2 separate regions of the Mus musculus genome follow, and region 2 is linked to region 1. A link is a contact called in public HiChIP or PLAC-seq data. All regions are on one chromosome and are shown on one strand. Each heading gives the region's core, a stretch centred on a gene start, on an enhancer-like site or on the middle of the called end of the contact. The rest is flanking DNA. Distances are from core to core; before and after follow the strand shown. Region 1 has its middle 6.3 kb from the start of Gm40874. Region 2 overlaps Atxn7l1 (ataxin 7-like 1).

Evidence for each region. HiChIP or PLAC-seq counts read pairs in DNA pulled down with a chosen protein or histone mark.
Region 2: an H3K27ac HiChIP or PLAC-seq map of embryonic fibroblasts shows a contact between it and region 1, with 3 times the contacts expected there. The contact joins two enhancer-like sites. A contact is called at or near these places in 5 of 115 datasets of contacts at active chromatin or transcription factors (embryonic fibroblasts, embryonic stem cells and stem cell-derived neural progenitor cells).

The regions. Positions count from the first base shown.
Region 1 is chr12:32,986,927-32,992,459 of GRCm38.p6, reverse strand. No RefSeq gene overlaps it. Among named protein-coding and RNA genes, the nearest start is that of Gm40874, 6.3 kb to the left of the region's middle. Within about 2 kb of position 2,444, at least 33 of the 459 cell types and tissues checked have an H3K27ac peak or open chromatin away from gene starts, as enhancers often do. A contact at or near this core is called in embryonic fibroblasts, where this site is marked.
Region 2 is chr12:33,282,625-33,288,157 of GRCm38.p6, reverse strand. The region is part of intron 3 of Atxn7l1 (ataxin 7-like 1); the gene reads right to left. Among named protein-coding and RNA genes, the nearest start is that of Gm38649, 27 kb to the right of the region's middle. Within about 2 kb of position 2,632, at least 85 of the 459 cell types and tissues checked have an H3K27ac peak or open chromatin away from gene starts, as enhancers often do. A contact at or near this core is called in embryonic fibroblasts, where this site is marked.

The sequences.
Region 1 (5,533 bases), core at 1,195-3,694:
CCAAGTTCAGATAGTTGGAAACAGGAGAAACTTAGAGTAATGAGTTTTCTTTGGAATTTTATGTGTGGTCACTTACTTTACACAGTATCCCATGACTACCTGTGAGGCTCTGTCTATGAGGTGGTAAGCACTGTGTGTGAGCTTGTCTAAGGATGTTGCTTTTAAAGCACCTCCATGAACCATGGTGTAACACTCAAGAGTCCGAGGCAGGAGGATCTTGAATAGGCTAAAAAAAGACCAAAAAACAAAATTAGGCAAAATGAAACCCTTTTATTTTATTTTCTTTCTTTCTTTCTTTCTTTCTTTCTTTCTTTCTTTCTTTCTTTCTTTCTTTCTTTCTTTCTTTCTTTCTTTCTTTTCTTTCTTTCTTCCTTCCTTCCTTCCTTCCTTCCTTCCTTTCTCTCTCTCTCTCTATCTTTCTTCCTTCCTTTCTTCCTTCCTTCCTTCCTTCCTTCCTTCCTTCCTTCTTTCTTTCTTTTTTTCTGTTGTTACTCTTTCTGAATTAGAACTGCTTTCTATGTTGCAGTATGGAAAATGAAGAGTGTATAATATAAAAACTTTGATAAACAATCACACAGAAGAAAATTATAAAGCATATGACAGTATAAACCTGATCTAAGACAAATGTTAGCACTTAGATGAACACTTAGCCTGCAATACTTTCTAGTGCTAGAATTTAGATGACCATTTTGGAGCTCGATTTTAAAATAAACAAATGGAAACCTGTTCCTAAAGAGGCTTACAGGACACTGTGGTTGTTTCTATCCTGAAAGTTCAGAGCCAAGGTTTTCTATCCCCTGGCCTTAACTGCAGAGAGTGTCACAGGGCTCTGCTTGGTGATTGGTTGAGGAGAACTGCAACACTGCACACTTCATTTGAAAGCATGTTCCAGGTCATTAGCTCAATGTTTAAGGAACTGTTTGCTGCCTTTGGGTAGTGGGATTGAGGGAAAATTCTTTTACAGTTCTCATGGACATACGCTTTTAAAAAAATTCACTGAAATATGTTGAAGTATTGATAAACATTCTCAATGAACGGTCCACTCTTATTAGTGTACAGCTGGTCTTTTGCCTTTGCGTCACTCTCATGCAATGATGAACACAACGAGGCTGACAATCCTGAACTAGACCGCTCTAGACAGCTAGAGGCTGACAATCCCCCCTGTCCCCCCCCATCCACTCCTACTATCTCTGCCGGAGAAGCAACAGCCTCTACTCTGTCCTAACCTGTCAATCATACCCTTTTTCCTCCTACATTGGTGCTTGATATTCACTGCTTTTCAAAAATGTCTCCCATAGACCCATAGCGAGTGGTACTGCTAGGAGCTGTGGGCTTGTTGGAACATGTGTGGCTTTGTTGGAGGAAGTGTATCACAGGGGGTTGAGCTAGGTTTCAGATGCTCAAGCCAGGCCCAGTGTGTCACTACCTGCCTATCTGGATGTAGAAGTCTCAGCTACCTCTCCAGCACCATGTCTGCCCATGCTTCCTGAAATGATGATAATGGACTGAACCTCTGCACTGTAAGCCAGCTCCAGTGAAATGTTTCTTTATACAAGTTGCTGTGGTCATGGCATCTCCTCACAGCGATAGAACACTAAGACAACTGGGGACGAGAAGACTTCTTTGCAAAGTATTTGCCTAAGCCAGTAAGAGAATATTACTTCAATTCCTTGAACCTACATTAAAAAGCCACCTTGGTGATATCCACTTGCAATTCCAGCACCAAGGAGATCCTCTGCTTAGCCACAAAGCCACACATAGCTGCAAGTGACTCCAAGAAGGTACCCAGTGACCATGAGCTCTACCACATCTAGCTGACGTTCTGACACTGAGCTAGGTCATGAGGTTAGTCTTAAATGGGTATCTGCAAGCCTTAAGCCCTCCCATGAAATTACAAAAGCAAGCAACATTATAAAGTGTGGGGGTCGGGAGGGGGGAAGGGAATGGAGGGGAGGGGCTTCCTCAACTCATAGATTAGTCCTATTTCCTGAACTCAAGGTCCTATTCCAGGCCACACCCACTCACCCCCATTACTTAGGACCAAATCATGGGTTACTTCTTCTCAGATACCCATGTTTTCAAAGGGAAATTCTAGCATTTGTTAAAATTTTCATTACCAGTGTTATTCCTTAGCCCTCTATCTATATTTCTTGATGGCGTTTCTTCAGCCTGGAAAACTACAGCACTACATTTAGTGAGTTGCTTCTAGGCACAGTTGGAAGAAGTCACCTGTGTTTATTCAGATGTTTATTCAGGTATGGTTCATTCAGAACATACTCTGTAGTCATCCCTTACCAGTTAGCCCCGAACTCACCCCTGTCTGGCCACACTGACATCTTTGCAGTTCCTGATTTTAAGGCGTGTCAGTTTAGTTAAGCTGAATCACACCGCCTAGAATTCCTGCTGGCTCTTGATCTCTGTTCTTTTTAGACAACAGGGTAAGGAGAGTGGAATGCAGCAATGAAACAGTTGTTAACGGGCTGTGCAGGCCACTGTAGGAAGCCGAGCACTGTAGCAGATCACGTGGGAGGAAACCGGGCGCTGCAGCAGCTCACATGGCTTGCTGCTGATCTGTGTCACTTTCTCTGTTGATGGGGACAGAGCTGCCAGATTGCCTTTACCTTCCCGGCATCCTGAGCGCGGAATGTGGCGCTCTGCAAAGGGCAGCTGTTCTCCTGTGTGACTGAGCGGAGGCACAGAGACTGAGCCAGTTCTAAGGTGTCCATCTAGGTTCTCACGGGCTCCAATTAGACTTCACAGAGTCCTGCTTTTCTCTAGTTTTTAGTTCCCCTGCTTTATATTCCCAGACTGCTGGTCCTGCTGGTCTACCAGGACTTTGGATCTGTTGCTCAAAGCAGAGGCACTCTCCCATTGGTTCCCCACTGTCTTATTTAGCGTTTCATTGTTGTGAAGAGACACCGTGGCTAAGGGAACTCTTATAAAGGAAATATTTAATTGGGGCTGCCTTACAGCTTCAGAGGTTAAGTCCATTATCATCATGGTGGAAAGCATGACAGCAGGCAGGCAGATATGGTGCTGGAAAAGGAGCTGAGTGTTCTACGCATTGATCCAAAGGCAACCGGAAGGAGACTGTCTTATGTAGGCATCGAGGAGGATGGTCTGGATCACACTGGTCAGAGTTGAGCATATATACGGGACCTTAAACTCCCGTTTCCACAGTAACACACTACCTCAAACAAGGCTATATATATATATATATATATATATATATATATATATATATATATATATATATGGCCCCGCCTGCTAATAGTCTCTCTTCCCATGGGGCAAGCATATTCAAGCCACTACATCCACCATGGTTTCAGATCTAATCTTCTAAATAAATGCCATATTCTATAACACTCATATGTCACTTCCTCCTGAATGATCTCTGATGCACATCCTCTCACCTCTGCACCTTTGTCTTGCCTTTCCCTCTGCCAAGATGCTTCCCTTTTATAAGTGCATGACCAAACACCCTTGTCTTCTCTTCAAGTGTTCACTCTTCAAAGACCGCCCAACCAAAATGTCTGAACTCCAAACCACTTGGTTCCAGACACTTTGGATAAGGGATGCTCACTCTCTTCTGGGGGTCCTGTGCAGGCACCTGTGCACAGCATCATATGCAGTGGCTATGAGTTCATGATGGCAGTGACTCTGCCATGTTCAGAAGACACTGTTTTTTTCTGGTCCTCCCTGACTTCCGGCTCTTCAAATCTTTCCACCGGCCTTCAGAGATGGTCCCTGAGCTGGGGAGAGGGGGATGCAGACGCCCCATCTGTGGCTGAGCACTGTGCTGACATTTATTCTCTGTGCTTTGATCGGTTACGAGTTTCTGCATTATCCATTGTCCACCACACAAAGAAACTTCTGTGATGAGGCCTGGGTGTTGAGCTAATCTATGGGTAGAGAGATACAAATTTAGAGCAAAGTATTGATATTATGTTTAGTAAAATAAGAGTAGCAGGTTCACCCTGGGGGTCTTTGAACTCCCCAACCCTGCATCTTTGGAGGCATGAGTTTTCTCCTGTGGATCGGTCCTTAAATCCAGCCAGAAAAGAGTTGCTTAGCTGTATAACATATTCAGCACCACTGCACCCATGGGCTATGTCGTCATGTCTGTCATTGTAGCTAGCTCACAGGGCTCACAGCTGAGTAAGACTGTTAGTGACATTTCCCTCTCAGCAGCTTACATAATGCTGCCTGGTACTATAAAAGTTTGTTAGCAGGGAGGAAGCCTTCAGATCAGCACCAATTTGATTTCTCCATATTCTACAACCAAAGTATTGGTATCTTCAGCAACAGGGGTTGACCATCAAGTTCTGTTGAGCAACCAAGAGCAATGGAAATAGTCTGCATTGTTTTGGGGTCTCCAGGATACCTCTGACCAACAAGTCAAGGATAGGTGTCCCATCCCTAGCACCAGGCTTTTGAATTGGCTCATTCGGTTTGGATGATTTCCTTTGTGGGAAGTATTTATTCTTTTGGAGTTCTTTGTAAGATGTAGAAGTCAGCATCACCAGATGTTTAGTTGGCACAAATTTTCTTCCTCTCTGTAACCTGTTTCATTGCCCTTTTGATTGTTTCCAGTGCCATGCAGAAGGTCTTAACTTTATACAATCTCCTTTGTTAGCTCTTGGGATTATTTCCTATGATGCTGCTTCCCAAATGTCCTGAGCTGGGCGTGGTGGTGCACGACTTTAATCCCAGCACTCGGGAGGCAGAGGCAGTCGGATTTCTGAATTCAAGGCCAGCCTGGTTTACAAAGTGAGTTCCAGGACAGCCAGGGCTCTACAGAGAAACCCTGTCTCGAAGAAGAACAACAGAAGAACAACAACAACACAAAAGTCCTTCCCTCTGCATAGATCTTGAATTGCTTTACCTGTGTTTTCTTCTGGCAGTTATAGCATTTCTAGTCTTATACTAAGATCAATGATCCATTTGGAACTGATTTCTGTGCAAGGTAGTAGATGCAGATTTAGTTCCATTCAGTTTTCCCAACACGATATGTTAGAGGCCTTTCTCCAAATTATGTTTTTACGTATTTTACATGTTTGTAAAAATATTTAGTAGTTGTTACTGAGTGGGTTTATGTCTGGGTCCTCCATTCAATTCCACTGGTGTACATGTCTGTTTTTCTGCAAGTACTATACTGGTTTGTTACTACAGCTCTGCAGTATAATTTAAGATCAGGTATTGTGACTATGGGATTTCTTTGTCTATTTAGAATCTTTTGTATTCCCATACAAATTGTGGGGTCCCTCCCCATTTTTTGTGAAGTGCTTCATTGGAATTTTCAGGGGGAATTGCATTAAATCTTCAGATTGCATTAGACAATATAGCCATTTTCACAGAATTAAGTTTGCCTGGCCAGAACATGGAAGGTCATTTCATCTTTGACTGTTTTAAGATTCTTCAGTGTCATAACCTTTTCATTGTAGAGATGTTTTACTTCCTTGGTTAGGTTTACTGTAAGATAAAGAAGTTAGTATGAATGATTTTTTCTTAATCTATTTCTCAGCAAGTTCAT
Region 2 (5,533 bases), core at 1,383-3,882, 300 kb before region 1:
ACCTCTTTGAACTTGGCCAGCTACTCCCACAGCAGAAGCAGGAGTGCGGTGGCCAGGTTTCTACTGTATTCTTTTGCCTCATCTTCTTTCTCAGTTACTTGCAATTTATTCTGTCCCACTCTGCTGTTCACAACTTTCAAGCAGCTTTAAATCCTTTTACAACAAGGCCGTCGTAAATAAATAAAGCACAGAAATAAAATCTGCTGCTGCTGGTGTCAGCACTGTCTGGACTGGGTACAAGGTTTTGGCTCTGATCTAAGAAGAAGGAGGGGCTGTGGCAAGAAGGGAGCAAGCAGGAGGGGAAACTCCACGGAGGCTTGGGGAATGGATGGCCCTGAATCCTGCTGTCCTGCACCTGCCCTGGAGGCTTGGAGCTTCATGCAAGTTACCAGGCTTTTAGGCCTCTAAGCCATTGTCCTTAAAAAATGGAGTGGGAGATGGCAGGCAGAGCTGTGGCTCAGTGGCAGAGTGCTCACCTAATGGGAGGCTCTGGAGACTTTGATCCCCCTCCTCCCCCACACCCTAATAACAAGTCAAACCTAACCTAACCTAACCTAACCTAACCTAACCTAACCTAACCTAACAAAAGGGATTCAATGGAATGATTTTACATCTTCCCTTATTCCCAAATACTGGATGCTTTAAAGTGTCTCTTCCTGTCATTATAGCTAGCTAACTGCCTCCTCATTCATCCACAGGTACCAGGCAGGGCTCCTACATGTGAGTCACACTGGTCAGCCAGGGTGTGTGTGTGTGTGTGCGTGTGTGTGGTGTGCGTGTGTGTGTGTGTGTGTGTGTGTGAGATTATTATTACTATTTCCCCTCAGGAAAAAATGAGGGTTTACCATTTCAGGGTGAAGGAAACTAGGGTGTCACTGCATAATTTACTGACCAAGGCTTTCATTGTAAAATGAGATCTTAATATTGGCTTTTATCTTTATCCCCTGATGATCTGGTAAGTTTCCTCACTCCTAAGTAAGTTTTGCTGCATAAATACATAAATAAGTTTGTATCATCTGTTTGCACATGGTACCAAGCATAAATAGGGTGCTCACCATTCATAACAACGAAAAGAATATTAGTGCACTCTCCAGAGGGAGAAGACAGTAGAACGTGGTAGGGCATTCTCTTTGCTCTCCATTTAGGGGTTCAGCCCTTTGGTGGTGTCCTTAGTCTCACACAGTCATGATTCTAAACGGCACACCGATGAACTCCAGACACCAGTACTTCACAATCCCCAACATCTCAGCGGGTGCAGGGCTTCTCAAGTTATACCCACAGCCCTTGTTTAAAGGGTCCGGGAATCTGTGTGTCAATGTGTTCTCATCGTACTGTATTGTCTTTATTTTTAATGTTTCGCCGTTTTACACAGGACCATGACTTTCTGGAGAGGCTAAGGAACTGGCCTGCAAATGTACCTGACATGTGCAAACCTCGGAGCTCCAATCCTCAGTGGATGCTTGCTTTATCCATCTTACACGCTGGCCACTGTTCCCACCCTTAACCACCCCAAGGTCAGGTCCCAGACAATAAGGGAGAGACTTTACACTAAAAGCCCACTTTGATCACTCAAACGAGTCAGTGCTAACCCAGTTCTCTTTGCCCTGCCTATTCCTTTCCATGGAAACTTCAATAATAGCTTCTGCCTTCATTTTCTCTTTCTTCTGCTCCTGCCTCCTAATGGGGCCATTGATTTCCTATACTAAGCTGCACACACAGCATGCCCCACCTCTCGGGAACTACGAATAACAAACTGTCTTGTTATGCATACGACGGCCAACTGACCTGAATCAATTCCTAAATATTCCCATTCCCAAATAACAAACAAAATGTACATCTTAGAATATCCGGGGATATCAATGCTCCAGGCCTACGGACCACCCTTCAGCAGCAGTATCTAATTACAATGCTATACCACTGAACAAGGTGCTGGGCTGGCTGAGGGCAATGATTACATAGCACGTGTGTTGGACCTCAGCCAGAAGCCAGTGTCTTCACAGGGGTCAATGACTGACGTGGCTGGCTGGGGCTACTGCCCAGAGGCCTGTGGACAACTGCCAACACCCTGCCTCACATTCCAGCAAGGGGATTTCATGGAATCCACTAGGTAGGAGTTAAAGAGCTTCAGTGGAAAGGAGGCTAGGCCTGAGGCCTTTAACCTATAGCAGGCATGGTAGTAATACAGGTGACTCAATGCCCAGGGGAGATGGGTTGGCAGGCTGCCTACCTGAACTATGGCAGACAGACATAGGCATCAGACACCCAAGTCAGAATGCCTTGGGGGATAAGTATTTGAATTCAAGCTGATTATTCTCCCCTACAGCAAGGTGCTAGCCGGGTGTCCAACAACCCTTCTGCTTGGCGAGACACGGAGGCCCTGATCATGTTGAAGGCGCCCAGTGCTTAGGGAACATCCTAGACAAGACCTCAAAGTGTCTGAGTCCAAGATGAAGTGACTGAGTCCACTTCATTCACCCCAGGCCCTCACAGTTTATCTGTAACTAATTAAGGCAAACCCTGATTAAGAACTATCAGTTTTAAGGAATTCACATGGCTTAGCTCAGCTAATCCCCACGGCTCTGTGCGGTAGCTGCTGGGAAAAGCCTTACTTTCAAGATGAGTGTGGAGAGGCCATGCAGCTCACCCAGGCCACTCATGAGTCAGCAGGGTCGCCGTAACCCAAACAGTCCCACAGTCTCCATTCTCCAGCACACCCCCTGGGCTTTGGGGCTGTGCCATAAACCCTAAACTCTGCAGTGAAATATCAGTAACAGCAGGAAGCAAGCAGCTCCTGCCACCCTAGAATCAGAATCTTAGGAGCCTGTGCTTTGCAAACTCTCCTCCTAATCCTGCTACAGGCAGAGTACATTGGTGTGGGTCAGGGCAACCCTGAGAGGAATTCCTTTCTTCTCCTCTTCTCCTCCTCCTCCTTCTCTTTCTCTTCCTCTTCCTCTCCTCCTCCTCCTCTTCCTCTTCCTCTTCTCCTCCTCCTCCTTCTCTTCCTCTTCTCTTCCTCTCCCCCTCCTCCTCTTCCTCCTTCTCTTCCTCTTCTTCTCTTCCTCTTCCCTCTCCTCCTCCTCCTCTTTATTTTTTTGAGATCCCATCTCATGCACTTTAGGCTGGCCTTGAACTCACTGGATAGCCAAAGATAAGGTTGAATTTCTGAATTCCTGGTCCTGTAGCCCATACTGCTCGAGGTTTGGAATCCTGGGTGTGTGCTGTCACACCTAGATTTGAGGTGCGAGGGATTAAATCCAAGGGCTGGAACACGGTAGGTAGATATTCTACCAATCGAGCCACATCCCTAGCTCTTCTTTCTTTTTCTTGGTTAGCCTGGAAACCCTGCTCGTCCCCTGCACAAGCTGGGAAACCCCATCTGCCCTCCTTCCTCCGGCCCCGCCCGCACAGAGGAAACTCCCCCACCCACTTGGAGAAAACTCTGAGCTAGCACATCATCACTCCTTGTCTCCCCATTTCCAGCAACCCACCCAAGAGCACCCACAAAAGGGCTCTGTTTCTGACCATGTATGGGCCCAATCCCAGCTCCTAGCTAACACGTCATCACTTCTTGCCTAAATTCTATAAAAACCCCTTGCTTTAGCCTAGATGTGTGACTTCACTGACCCCTGCCTGTGTTTTAATGTAGTCTAATCTAGCTTCTTTCTCTTTCTCTTTCTCTCTCTCTCTCTCTCTCCCCCCTCTCTCTCTCCCTCCCACCCTCCTTCCCTCTCTCCCTCTCTCCCTCTCTCCCTTTGAGATAAGGATTTACTCTGTATCTCAGGCTGGTCTAAAATTTTCTGTCACCCAGCCTGACCTCCAATTGTACTCCCAAGTGCTGGGACTACAGGTGTGAGCTGCCAAGTCTGCTTTATATATACTTCATTTCTCTCTCCCTGTGAAGTTGGGCAATGGAACCCAGGGCCTTGCCTTTGGTCACCAGGTGCTCTAACACTGAGCTACAGCCTAGCCCAGGAACAGCCAATAAGAACAGTGCAAATGTGACCTAGATATATATTTTACTATGTAGAACAATGTCTTGGGAGGCACAGCAGTGTGGTAAACTAGAACAGGCATGTCCTAAAAATCCTGGTTACAGCAGTGGTCACACCATTGTAACCCCTGGGCATGGGGCAGTGCCATTCACTCCAGTGTAAGCCCTGCAACTCTGCAGTGAAGCTCATGAGCGACTTGACCTCTTGGAACCTCATCTTCCTCACCTGGGAATGGGAGTACAGTATCTACCTTCCAGAGCCCACAGGAGCCAACCCTGTGACGTGTATGTGGCACCCAGGAAACACTCTGGAAGAAGTAGCCTCGGCCATTCTCAGAGCATCCCCACTTTTTGGAATTCCATTTCCTTTCCTGTCATGCCTTACCATAGTATGATCCTGAATTCCTTTGTCTGCCAAACCAAGAAATGAGCTTTCAAATAGAGGGAGGAGGTTCTGTGCTTGGCTGAGTGGAATGATAAGCTATATAAGCAACACCTGAAGATGTTCTGCAGACCCACTCAAGAGTCCACGCCCCCCCCCAGACAATCAAGAGCTCTACCAACAAACTGGGTGTGTGTTGGGGGCAGGGGGTAAGTGGGACACACTCATGAACCAAAGAGATTTACGTGTAAGGAACAGCTTGGTCTTCATCCGTTACCCAACAGCAGTTGGTAAAACTGTGGTTCTTGATATGCTTTTAAAAACGTTCCCTCATTGCACACCCAGGAGGTGGAGAAGGAAGAATAGTGGCAACAAATTGGCTATGAACACAGATCACACTTGTGACATATTAGTCCTTCTTGAGCCAAGTGCATCTTCCACCTCCAGCCCCATTGAAGCTGGGCTACTGCTTGCAGTGGTGGGACCATCCTGACCAGACACAGGCAGGGGAAGGGAAAACACAAGTCTAATGTGACCAATGGCCTGGATTCACTTTTCAGCGTGCACACATACACACACACACACACAGAGACGTAGACATACACATAGATAGACACACACACACAGACAAATGCACACAGATAGACACAGAGAGACACAGACACATAGATAGACATAAAGGCACACACAAACACACAGAAAGACAGATACACACAGACATACACACACACATACATACACACACATAGAGACAGACACACAGACATACATACACAGAGAGAAACAAGTACACATACATACCCAGAGACAGATACGCACAGAGAGACACACACATAGACAGACACATATACACACACAGAGAGACAGATACACAGATACAGAGAGACAGACAGACACATACACAACACACATACACACACAGATATACACAAACTCAGACAGACATAGAGAGACACACACACACATAGACACACACACACAGACACAGAGAGAGATATATATAGACAGACAGACAGACACATGCACACACACACACACACACACACACACACACACACACACATAACCTCCCCCTAAACTGAATAATAAGGGTAAAAGAATGAAAGGGACATAGGAAGAGGTAAGACTCTGGGTTCTTAGGTTCTTAGAATACACCTGAA